3 separate regions of the Mus musculus genome follow, and regions 1 and 2 are each linked to region 3. A link is a contact called in public Hi-C data. All regions are on one chromosome and are shown on one strand. Each heading gives the region's core, a stretch centred on a gene start, on an enhancer-like site or on the middle of the called end of the contact. The rest is flanking DNA. Distances are from core to core; before and after follow the strand shown.

What was found. Hi-C and Micro-C count contacts between places; a contact is called where the count stands out from the background.
Region 1: a contact with region 3 is called in a Hi-C map of cerebellum, with 1.8 times the contacts expected there. The contact joins two enhancer-like sites.
Region 2: a Hi-C map of cortical neurons shows a contact between it and region 3, with 2.0 times the contacts expected there. The contact joins two enhancer-like sites. A contact is called at or near these places in 2 of 484 Hi-C or Micro-C datasets (cerebellum and cortical neurons) and 1 of 115 datasets of contacts at active chromatin or transcription factors (embryonic midbrain).

The regions. Positions count from the first base shown.
Region 1 is chr1:25,084,401-25,088,656 of GRCm38.p6, forward strand. All of the region lies in intron 28 of Adgrb3 (adhesion G protein-coupled receptor B3), which reads right to left. Among named protein-coding and RNA genes, the nearest start is that of Gm29414, 59 kb to the left of the region's middle. Within about 2 kb of position 1,446, at least 29 of the 459 cell types and tissues checked have an H3K27ac peak or open chromatin away from gene starts, as enhancers often do. A contact at or near this core is called in cerebellum, where this site is marked.
Region 2 is chr1:25,226,106-25,230,277 of GRCm38.p6, forward strand. It overlaps Adgrb3 (adhesion G protein-coupled receptor B3), which reads right to left. Exons shown (of 31, transcript NM_175642.4): 17 at 2,316-2,442; 18 at 615-718. Among named protein-coding and RNA genes, the nearest start is that of Gm20172, 50 kb to the right of the region's middle. Within about 2 kb of position 2,391, at least 104 of the 459 cell types and tissues checked have an H3K27ac peak or open chromatin away from gene starts, as enhancers often do. A contact at or near this core is called in cerebellum and cortical neurons, where this site is marked.
Region 3 is chr1:24,756,276-24,760,181 of GRCm38.p6, forward strand. The region is part of intron 14 of Lmbrd1 (LMBR1 domain containing 1); the gene reads left to right. Among named protein-coding and RNA genes, the nearest start is that of Lmbrd1, 80 kb to the left of the region's middle. Within about 2 kb of position 2,311, at least 12 of the 459 cell types and tissues checked have an H3K27ac peak or open chromatin away from gene starts, as enhancers often do. A contact at or near this core is called in cerebellum and cortical neurons, where this site is marked.

The DNA.
Region 1 (4,256 bases), core at 196-2,695, 330 kb after region 3:
ATTCCATTAAGATTATTTTTCTGACTTGAAAATATTCCATCAGTATGTTTCCATTTTCACCTCGAACTTCACTTAAAGGTAGAGGATATTACATTTTTTTTTTTTTAACTTTGGGTACTAATGCTCGTTTTCAGTGAAATGTATTTTCATTCAATCCGGAAATGGTTCCAGTTTTAACAAAAACCACTTTGCAGACGTGGAGGACTAAACGTAAAATTGGGAAAATAACCTCTGTACTTTTAGACGTCCCCCAACAGACACCCAGATTATTTTTAAATATGCTCTTGCTTTGTAGCTCAGGCTGTTCTCAGAATTTAGGGGCTTCTTGCTTCAGCTTCCAGTGTTCTAAAAACCACACTTGATGTCAAGCAAACCCTGCCTGCCCGTCTGGTTATGCTCTGATGTTTATATGTCAGTCTTGTACAAATTTCTCAAAATTAGGTCATCTCCTGCCAAAACGCTTCTTGTTGCTAGTTCTTAGGAAGTGAACATTTTTTTGTTTGTTTGCTTGTTTTTGTCTTTAATTCCTATTTAGTCAAGCAACAGATATTCTACACCCCAACACACTGTCTCACAGTGTTTCTCTCAGACTCTAAATCTGTTAAACACCCAAATCTAGTTATAGGTACACGTGCATTGATGAAATAAAGTAATTAGTCAGTGGGCTTGATACAATCAGGAAGTATGATTAAAACAAAGTGGATGTGAGCTCATGTGATAATGGGACTTTCATGATATCAGTATGGAGATGGTATTTTTAGCATCTGCTCCAGGAAGCCACCGATTCTTAAAATGGATGAGGTGGAGAGGGAGATGCCTGTAAATTTATAAAAAGATCTCCACAGTTTTAGAGAACAAAGAAAATTTCTGCTGTGCTTTTTCTTTAAGTAGACTCCCCCCTGCCCCTCCCTGAGGGAGTTGGGGAGGGAACCTAAGGGAACGTACAGTCTTTCTGGCCAGATCATGTTTTGTCCCCCCACCCCCACCTCCCAACTCCCAGCTCAATATCGACAACCTTAACATCACTGGCTTCTCAGGGTTTCGACTGCAGATTTATGGCAGATCTAGTTGCCATTATGACTGTTATGAGTGTTATTAAAAAAATATGACTTTCCTGCAGCTAGAGCTAAAATTGTCATTATAAAACCAGGACCTCCTGTGCAGCCTAATCTCGGAACATGTTTTCAGCAGACAGAAGGACTTAAGGAGGACCCGGGACACTTCTGACATAATCTCATTGTGGTGAAACTGCTGAGCACCAGAAATCCAGGCTTGATGGAATACTGAGGAGAGAGAGGAAATCGGGAACGCCTTGTGGAAGTGGAAACTAAACATGATGCCCTCTTGTGTTCTCCTTGTCTCCAACAGCGTGCTGCCTTTGTCCTGGTGACATCCTGGAAGAGGCAGCAATGAAAGAACACATCCAAATAAACCTGGCTCCGCCTCGCACTGTGCAGCATTCTGCTAGACTGAACGTCAGCGCTCCCATTCTTCTCTCCCATGCACACCCAGCCTTCTTGGCACTGTGGTTCAGCAAAGCTTTTTCTTTTCCTTTTTTTCTTTAATAAATATGTGTTAAGAAAAATCTAAGCATGGACACATTTAGTTAAAAGCAATTATTATAAAACATTAGTCATGAGCTTTTGTTTCTTCATCTGAAACGTAACTGATGGAATCTTGCAAAAATGGTTCAGTCAGCTTGAAGACAGAGAGAGCCTTCTGCTCTATGCACCGAGGGGCTCTCTGTTGCCAAAGGTGAAAACGACCATATGTTGCTGCATTTGTTTTGGATCACAAGGCAGTGCTGCCTAGGAATTGAGGATTTGGATGCATACACGGTGCCAAAAAGCTTTATGTTATAGGAGCAAGAAGAAAGTATGGGAACCCAAAGAGCCCCAGCAACAGATTCCAACGCCTATGTCGATGTGCAACATTTTTCTTTCTCTCCCATGTAATTTCGTTAAAATTAGATGCTACCAAAGGGCATAGCAGGGCTGGCAGGCTACAAGGATTAGATGAAGGAATGAGAAAATTTTAATCAAAACCTGGTGATGGGGTGTGGTGGAGATGGCTACAAAATAAATCATGGAGGTTTAAAGATCAGATAGCATGGAAAATGTGTCAAGCAATCAAATCAAATGTGTGTGTGTGTGTGGTAGGGGTAGGTATGTATGGCTACTTCCCCACAATACTGAGTATTCCAATCTATGTGCACCTAATAAAGTGTTTTCACATTTGAACATACTAACCAGACTTCAGATGGTTGGGAAAACGGTGTCATTTTATGAATGAATGTAACTAAGAGCCAGAGAAGTTAAAAATAATTTGACCAAGTCACCCGGGAGGTAAGTAAGTGAACTGTGATAAAAACTCAGGTCTGGTTCAGAGTCCAGTGCTTTCTACATAAGATCTCACCAGCTCCAATATGTAGGATAATATTTTACAAACAAGATGTCTGCAGCATGCTGTTCTGGAACTCAGCAAGATAATACTAGATGGCCGTGGTAGTCCGCATTTCACAGTAGTGGTACTGAAATATGTTAGAAGAATAAAGCAAGGTCAAACGGACTAACCATTTCAGGCTAATTATATTTTGAAGAAGAAGAAAAAAAAGCCAATTTGATGGTCGTTATTTCTCAGAAAATCTGTGTTTTGTAAAAACAAAACAAAAACAAAATGCTTATTCAAATAGATAATGAGGCAATGCTACGATAACAAACAGATGTGACTCTTGTTACTGAGAAGTTCAGTTTGTCTTACGTGTCAGATGCTCGTAGTACAAAGTGGGATATCAGAAAGATCCCAATGCATTTTGATTTTGCCTGTGTCTACCCTGTGTGCATATCCATGAGATGTTCTGGGAAGTCTTTTGAGGCTAGAGTTTGCTGAGACTGTGACCCACTTACGTGTTTATTCAAATGTTCTTCTGGGCCTTGTAGAAGGCCACTGTAAGGCATAAAAAGTGCTTAGAAATAAAGACAGTGTTTGCTTGTTTTGCATGTGTGTTCACATGTGTATACACAGGCTTCTGGGTGTGTACGCATGTATGTGGAGGCTAGAGGGCCTCAGCTGTCCCTCAGCTACCGTGTGTCATTTGGTTTACTTGTTTGCTTGTTTGTTTGTTTGGGGGGACCGGGGTCTGTCCCTGGTCTAGATTTCACCGAGTATGGTTGGGCAGAGCTCCAGGACCTTGTCTGTTTCTATCTTCCCAGTATTGGGGTTATACACAGGTGACACTACACCTGATCAAGGATCAAGGGGCTGAAATGAAGTCCTCACACCCTCAATGCAAGCTCATTCCTGACTGAGACACGCCCTCAGCTCTGACCAAAGATTTAAACAATGAGAATCAACTAAGCTTCTTGATTTTTTTCTTCACAAATAGTTGGGTAAGTTTTAAGAAATGCTACATGTAAAATTAAAACAATCCAATGTGATGTTGATTTGTGTGTGTGTGTGTGTGTGTGTGTGTGAAGACATAAACCATTCTGTCTATGTAGCCTTCACTTCCAGGTAAGTTGAAACACACCCTCCTTTCCTGTGCAGTACTTAAAAGACGTCTTTCTTCCCTTTGCAGCTTCGTTTTTGCAATACTCCACTAAGAACTCATCCCAATTGCATTATGCTCTTAATACTCCATTAAAATTCTTGTCAAAGGCCTCTAATGAGCTCCATTTGGACAAACAGCAAGGTCAATTTTCCACCCTCCTCTCTCTGGCCTCTCAGAAGCTGTAGAAAGTTAATCACTTCCTCATTAAAGCTCTGCCTTTTTCTTGCCCCTCCTCTCCCTCCTTTCATTCACTGCGGCTCCTTTTGAAACCTCTGTTGCTGCCGGTGAATGCCCATTCTTTCTAAACGTGTAGCTGCTGAGGTCTACTCCATCCTATATGGTTTCATGGATTACATGGCTTATCCCTTAGGCTTTATTCCCACCTTTCAATATGCAAATATCCCCTTTTACGTGGTCTTTCTCATCACTGACAGTTAATAACTCATCAGCCAAGACAGAGGCTTAGAATTGTCCCTCCTTTGTGTGCATCCCTCGCCTTACATATTAAATCCACTGATGGGTTGCCTATTTGATCTCTAAAAGGTCTGTCTGTCTATCCCCTCTTTGTCACCCACACCTCCACATCTCTAGTCCCTTCTTAGCTACAGAGCTCCAGCATTTGGCAGAGAATCTATCACAATAGTGTGCAGTTCTCCAAAATTCTCAGTTAATGCTTGAAGGAGTGTAATATGATAGCCCCAGAATT
Region 2 (4,172 bases), core at 1,141-3,640, 470 kb after region 3:
ATGCAATTGAATACATAGGAGAAGAAAAATTTCCAAACATTCCCCTTTCATATTTTTATGATGTTCTTTATCAAACTTGTCAAAAATCTGACTCATGGCAAACACTGAAGTAAGTGACCTTTTGTAGAGAACTTAGAAATTTTGTTATTGCTTTTCACATAAGAGAAGACTTTACTCCTTGGACCAGGCTCACACAAAGCATGCTTGGCACTTGAGAACTTGATACCCTATTCCTGTAGAGAGAGGATTGCAAGTGTACCAATTAAGTTCTGAGGTTCAACAGCAGCTGATATAAACATAATCCACACAGAGAAGAAACTTAAGAGAGAAGAGAGTTGTGTTTACATGTGAACTCATCAAAGTCTACAGTCATGTTCTAGAAGAAAAGTATGCATGCGTGTTTTGTTTATTAATCTTTATCACAGACAAATAAAAGACAGAAGATTAGATAAATATGGTTCATGTGTTCCAGTTCTAGCACAGAAATCTTAATTCTGTTATAAAAATTCTGGTTCTCATATATGATGAAGACAGTAGACATTTGTTCTTACAATCACTGTTCTAATGCAGAGAAACTGAGTTCTTTACCTCAGGTCTACCCACTAATTACATACCTCCATAGTGCTGCGTACACAACTGCTAGAGTTATCAAGGCCAGGCAGGAGAGGCCACTGCCTACTATGAGGGTAACTGAGGGGGTACCAGAGGATTCCATGACCTGTAAGTTGAGGGGGGGGGAAGAAAAGAAAAAGAAAATTTACATGAACAAAAAATAAAATTCTAGACTCAGAGAAAGTAAGTGATCACTCAGGAATAGCACAGATAGTTGTTATAGTTACCAGATACTTAACCACAGAACACTCAGTTCACACATCCTGAAGCTCTACAAGGACTAGCTCCCCCTTCCCTCACACTGTGAAGTAAGAAAGCCTTAGAGTTTCAAATGCTTGGTTACAGCCCATCACTTAGAGTTGTCTCCAAGACCCCAAGCTATAACGTAATCATCACTCATAGGTGAGACTTTGAGTGAAATCTGAAGCAGCATGTTCATTTGGTTTTTTTTTTTAACTAAGTACAGTTTAGTTATTTCTCCATATGATTCTTGGTGAGATTTATCTTGCTACTCCCATTTATAAATCCTTATGTTACCCAAATCTGGTGCACAGTTACTGAAAAATCTGAAACTTTCTGACTTTTGACAACTTTGTTCTGAGTCAAGAATTCTCACATGAAATTTCACTTGCTTGGCTTCCAAGTATACAGAAGAAAATAGGATGCTATGCTTAAGCCCTTCAATTATATTTCCCCCTATGAACAAAGTATGTGGAGATAATTTGCATAGTGCCACTATCAGTCCCTAAAACCATGACCTTGAAAAATAAGCTTATATCTTTAAAAACATATATAAACAGTACTAATACCCACTGGTCCAAATAGCTTCTTCCTTTCTTAGACAGTAGCATGACCATAACTAATGAATTCAGTTGGTTTTCATAAATTTTTATATTAGAAGTTTGAAGCAATACACTGTATGGTTAACTGTGTCACAAAATTTGTATCAAATTATTAGGTATACGTATCATTAAAATAAGCAAAAGTAGTGATACTTTTAGGCCAGATTCAGGCAGAAAGTCTTATATATCAGAGTATCTATTTGTCATTATTTTAATTTTCTGTAAAATTTTCTCAAAATACATTTGGTGAGAACATTATTTTTCTCTTAGACTGCTCTGTACAGCTCTTTCTTTCAGAAACTAATTTTTCTTTTCTTTCTTCCTTTGCAAAAATCTACATGCTTTTAAGGAATGATTTTACAGTTCCAAACAACCATGTCTCCATGAAAACTTAATTCGATTTAAAAATACACATGTATCCAAGGACACCCTCAGAAAACCTGTGCTGGAAATATCCAATGCAGATCTGCAATGTGTTCAGCTCTAGTGGCTGGGGTCTTCTTTCTACTCCTAACAGCATTGTCACAATTTCCCCTAGAACAGCATTCCAGTTTTAAAATAAACCTTGAGTTGGCAATTATTTTTATTTGAAAGTTTGCAGAATATTACTGATATCAGAGTAGATCTCCAAAACTATACTACAGAAATGCCAAGTTATAAGACATAAAATTGAGTAGGATTTAGTTATCGCACACCAACTAGAATTCAATTCGCCAAGCTACTGTAGCTGAGGAGAACAACCCGATTTTGCCACCCTGCAACCTTTTCTATTTCCCCCTTTGAAATGCAGTTCCCTGGAGAAACACTCGCCACAATGTCCCTGCCTTTGCATTAAAGCCGTGTTTTCCCTTTGTTACTTACTATTTCTCTAGGTTGCTGAGCCAAAATGGCGAAGGTAGAGAGCCGATCACATAAGCATTTCGTATGGGATGCATCGGTAAGCACAGTTTTACATCCCTGGGTGGACCACGTTCCCAAAGACTCGTTCCTGCAAAGGGGGTGGAGGGGAGATCGGGATAAATACGCCTGACAGCCAAGTCCGTAAAGAAGAAAATGCAGTTTAATTGAGAGAATCGCCTACTGTAATTCCCGTACAGGAAAAAAAAAATCTACTTGTTGTTGAACAGGACGTAATTTAGATGCATCTCCAGTAATGCAAAGCGAGAGTGGGAAAAAAGCAAGCAGGCGGTGGTGCGGCGTGCAGAGAGCTGTCCAGCGCCGGAGGTGCTGAAATCAGGACTAGCTCTGTCCAGCCCTCTGCGAGAAACAGCGGCGGCGGCAGCGGCACCAGCAGCCGCCGAGCGTTGGCAGACACTTGCTATGCTCATCGGATCGTTTCAAACACTCAGAGTGTAAAGAGGCTTTTCATATTTTCATACCAGCTCTGATTCCAGGCCCGTGGTTTGGACCGTGAATGCTGTCTTTTAAAATGCGGATTTCTCTGAAAAGCCTGCCTAAAAGGTTACATAGCTTGGGTTGGGTGATATGATCTTCCCCGCTGCTGGTAAGGGATTTTTCTTCCCTTTAGAATTAGCTGCTGTGAAAATTTCACCCTGGAAACGGGAAGAGGTATCAGCTGGTTCCGACTCTCACTGCCTTTGCCTGGTATCCAGGGAGGGGTGGGCTTCAGATTAAGCTCCCACTCCACACTTCACTTATTCGAACGCTCTTCTAAAGCCCCTTAATATTACTTGCCCTCAACTGCCTCTTTGTCCAAGCACAGAAACATTAAGCTAATTCCAAGTCCACCGAATATTTAGAATAAACCCACCCCAAAGTCCAGCAGGATGGGGGAGGGGGTCTGGTTCAGTTTTCTCTTTGGTGTAGCCATTTAAAATGCTAAAGCATATGGTTTCTTTCCCACCCCAGCAGAACAATAAAAATGGTATCAACCTACGTCTCGTTAGTAGAGCTGGTGGTGATGGGGGAGAACCCTGTCACCCCCCCCCGCCCCCGCCCCCCTGCTGAACTACTCTGTAGACAGAGAGGAAAAGGGCGAGCTGCAAGGCTCAACCAATCAACTTTATTATCCTTACACGTGCTCTGTATAGAATGCACCAATTGTCACCTCCCCTCCCCCCAGGCATGGAAACTCTCCAGCTAGGAAACCTGTATGTGTGAGTGTAGTTAAATATTTTAGCCAAGTTACTATATGTGTTAAAAAGTGACTCTAAAACTTGAAGGGGAAACCTCACATGGATTAGTGTTAGTTTCTATGTACCTTTGATTTTGCCTGTAACAGTTTTTAATGCCTGAGGTCACTGGCTTAAATGTGCATATAGTCCGTTTCATATCAGTGAGGGTTTGTCTCTCACACTTGGACTTCCAACTTAAGCTACAGAGTACAGTTTACACTATCCCTTTTTGGAGTCTATAAGCAGTCCCTTTTGAATATTCATGGGATGATATCAAGAAAGGACACACTATATTTGGGAATGATTAGGTAAAAATTATGCCCTATCTTAATGAAAACAAAACAAAGAAACCCCAGAGTGTTGGCCACTTCAGAATTTTGTAAGCCTTCCATGACATCACTCAAGCATGCCAAGTTATCTTTTAAAACTAAATCTAGTTTTACTTCAGGTACAACTGTTTTGAATTGTAATTGTACTTAATCACAGACATGTACCAAATAACCTATTTCATTAGCTGTATGTCTCTGATCTTTTCTTTGTGGCAAACAGTCAAGACCAAATGAAAATCATTTATCTCAGCTGC
Region 3 (3,906 bases), core at 1,061-3,560:
TGCATGTTATGGTATTACCTTATAGATGAAGAAGAAGAAAGCAAAAGAAAGATATTAGCTTGTTTACTACCTGTGAGCAGTCTAATGAGACCCTGGGTTTATGTGAATATAATATGCCAAGTTTTATGTGGTCAATTGGTGATATAAATGAAATGGAAACATTCTTTCTTAAAGGAGCAAGGCATATATTTTAGCACCCCAGAAATGTTTTAAAGAATCTCTGCAGCCCCACCCTTTGTTTTGAGATGATTCAAAGTAGCACAGGCTGTCTTCACTCTGTGTAACATCTTCCTGCCTCCACACCCTCGTGCTGGGATTACAAGTGTGACCACATGCTTAGCTTAAACCTGAAATGTAATCATCTGGAGGGGCTAGAGAGATGGCTTAGCTGTTAAGAGCACTGACTACTCTCCCAGAGGACACAGGTTCAATTCCCAGCACTCAAATGGCAGCTCACCACTGTCTGTAACTCCAAGATCTGATGCCCTCACACAGACATACATGCAGGCACAACATCAGTACACATAAAAATAAATAAAATGTTAAAAACTGGTCACTATAAAACTTGCTCGCCAGCATAAAATATCTGACAGATTCTCTTTATTAGCCTAGTATGGTTCATATATTCTTTTTGTTTTTAAAAGATTTATTTATTTTATTTATACCAGAAGAGGGCATCAGATTTTGATATGATTTGCATATGATTTACATATTTGATATGATTTACAAATGGTTTTGAGCCCACCATGTGGTTTCTGAAAATTGAACTCAGGACCTCTGGAAGAGTGCTCAGGGCTCTTAACTGCTGAGCCATCTCACCAGCCTCATTCATATATATGTATATATATATATATTATACATATATATAATGTACATATATTAAGATTCATTTATTTATTTATTTATTTATTTATTTATTTATTTATTATATGTAAGTACACTGTAGCTGTCTTCAGACATTCCAGAAGAGGGAGTTAGATCTCGTTACTGATGGTTGTGAGCCACCATGTGGTTGCTGGGATTTGAACTCAGGAACTTTGGAAGAGCAATCGGGTGCTCTTACCTACTGAGCCATCTTACCAGCCCCATATATTCTTAAAATATAATAAAATTGTTTTCTTTAGGCTTCTATCATCTTTAATGTACATCATGTCTCATTTCCCTTTATCTAGACCTTCCATGAGATTTCATGAAATGCTGATTCAGCTGTGTGGCGTTTATTCAGCTTTAACTTCATTAGTTCAGCTTTGCTGTCTGTTGCAGTTTCCTCTTTTCTTCTCCTCACGTGTCTGGCTTTACATGTGTCTCAGATCGTTTCAGATGTATGTAGTTCATGTGTGTGGTAAAGATCCCAGAGTTTCCTGCATGCACACATCTCCTGCCTTCGCGATCCTTTCTCCCATGCTCAGGCTGTTCTTCACGGGGTATTTTCTTTGTTTTAACCATTTAATACATAATTACATTTTTGATAAAAAAAATGTCTTGATAAATAATTACAAATGCAGAGTCTAAATATCTATGTTAGTTCTTGGTAACAGTTTAACACGATGACTCAATTGTGATTACACCTTTTACCCAGAAACCCTGGAAATGCTCTTAGCTGTGCAGTACATTGACGCTGCTTAGTAAAAGTAAACTTAAAATAAAAAGTGTTGTTATTACAGCTATTAATCAGCGCTATTTTAGCGAAAGTCAACGTGCATTAAAAAATGCCTTTAGTGGTACAAAAAGGAAGAAATGTGTAAAATTAGAATGACCAGGTAAGATAAATCTTGCTCTGACATAGTGGTTTTGTTACATCTGTTTCTGATAGCCTGTGAGAAGCAGTGGCGGAAGGAAGCAAACTGGAGACTTTAAAAAGGCTTTCCATTTTACTCATGGGCTCATGGTGCGCTTGCTCAGCACTTAACTTGTATACTCCAAGAGAAAAACAAGTTTTAAGTTTTCATGCTAAGCATTTAGTCTTTAGTGGTTGGAACTTTGTATGCCTTTTTCCATGACAATGGTCAGACTCCTGACTGCTTCTAATTTTAAGACACAACCCCACACTGGTCATCCACCAATTCAGTGTCTGTCTGTCTCTCTCACTGTGTGTGTGTGCATGTATGTGTGCACTCACCTGCCCATGTATTTGCGTGTGTGGGTGCATGCTGGTATGTATGTGTGTGTATATGTCAAGACAACTTCTGGTTGGCCTTCACTTTCCACTTGGGTGAGATCTGAGGCAGCGTCACTCATCCTCAGCCGCAGGCTAGCCAGGCTATGAGGATTACAGGATCCTCATCAGCACCTCCCATCTCACCCAGAGAGTACTGAAGTTCCCGATGCCTGCTCCTGTGCCCTGCTCCAGACTCAGGTCCTCAAACCTGCACAGCATGCACTTTGCCACTGAGCCATCTCTCCATCGTAACTTGGCTTTGAAGGTTAAAGAAAGTTCAGTTGTTTTGCTGTCATCTTCTTGGATAACATCAAGAGCTAGAGCTATGCTTCATGTGCTACGTGCCGGTGATGGAGGTGAGCAGCTGGACACTGGCAGATGGTGAACAAGGATCTCTCCCTTTGTTCAGTGCGGAATCATCTCTTGGCGTGAAATAGCAGCACAGAGCTCGTTTGCAAGCATTATTCTCTGAGTGTATGCCACTCTATGTAAATAAACTCAATGTAGCAAGCACATAAAGATAACAAATTCTATTGTATGCTAGTGCATGGGTTTTTAGGGTAGCTTTGTTTTTTACAACAAAGCCAAACACTAACAATATTTTCACCTGAATTTTAGGAAGCTTGCATCAAAGGCACACTTTTAAAACATGGAAAACACGTAAACAATGTGGTTGGGAAAAATATTTAAGATACAGTTTTGGTGGTGGTCCAGGTAATCCGGTCTAAGACAGTTTCAAATGTCACTGAGTGGATTACTAGGCCTCTGGGACAGAATGATGGGATTTCATTTGTGCTTGCTTCTGTCCGCTCAGCTGCTGTCCTCTAATCCCTCTCCTGGCCCTGAGAGCCTAATTCAGTCAAGTCTTAACTCCCAACATGTCTTCTAGTGTGGAAATGAAGAGAACTTCTGCGTCTCTGTTTACTCTGCCGTTCACCGTGAGACTTCCGAGTGACATTTCCCAGGCAGTTTTATACTTGCACGTAATACTTAGCCAGGGAAGATACTGCTCTTGGCTTTAAATAATTTTATATTAGTTGTGGTTTTTGTTACTGTGACAAAGGTAGTAGAAGGGGAGACGGGTTTATTTGGGCTTAGGTTTAAGAAGAGATACATTCCTTCAAAATGGTGCAGTATGGTGGCTAGCTCCATTGTGTCTGGAGCCAGAAAACAAATAAATGCAGTGTCCAGCTTGCTGTCTCCTCCTTATTCAGTCTGGGAGCAGTCTAGAGGATGATAACGCCCACATCCAATTAGCTCCTCCATACGTCTCTCTGGAAACAAATCATACATACACACACATACACACACACACACACACACACACACACAGAGAGAGAGAGAGAGAGAGAGAGAGAGAGAGAGAGAGAGAGAGAAATAATCTCCTGGGAGACTCCCAATCAAAATTTTAAATAACTTTTCCTACCTTGCAACCTATAGCTCTCTTCCTATATAAGCATTCTTCTTGCCTATTTTAAAGGGGAGCTTACTTCTTAACAGTGTATCTTGTTGCCGAAATGGTCACATCTAAATTTTGCTTAACCTGCTTTGTTTCAACTCTATGTAGAGAAAAATAATGAAGATATGCAATCTGGCGATGATTCTCCTGCCAGAGAAATCCTTCCTCACTATGGTGGGGCATCCACAGAGTGTTAAGAGTTGTTGTCTGCTTCATTTTGCAGCTCTTGCAACTTGTCTTATCGTGAATTTCATTATACTTAGTCAAAAAATAAGGAAAAATAGTAGCT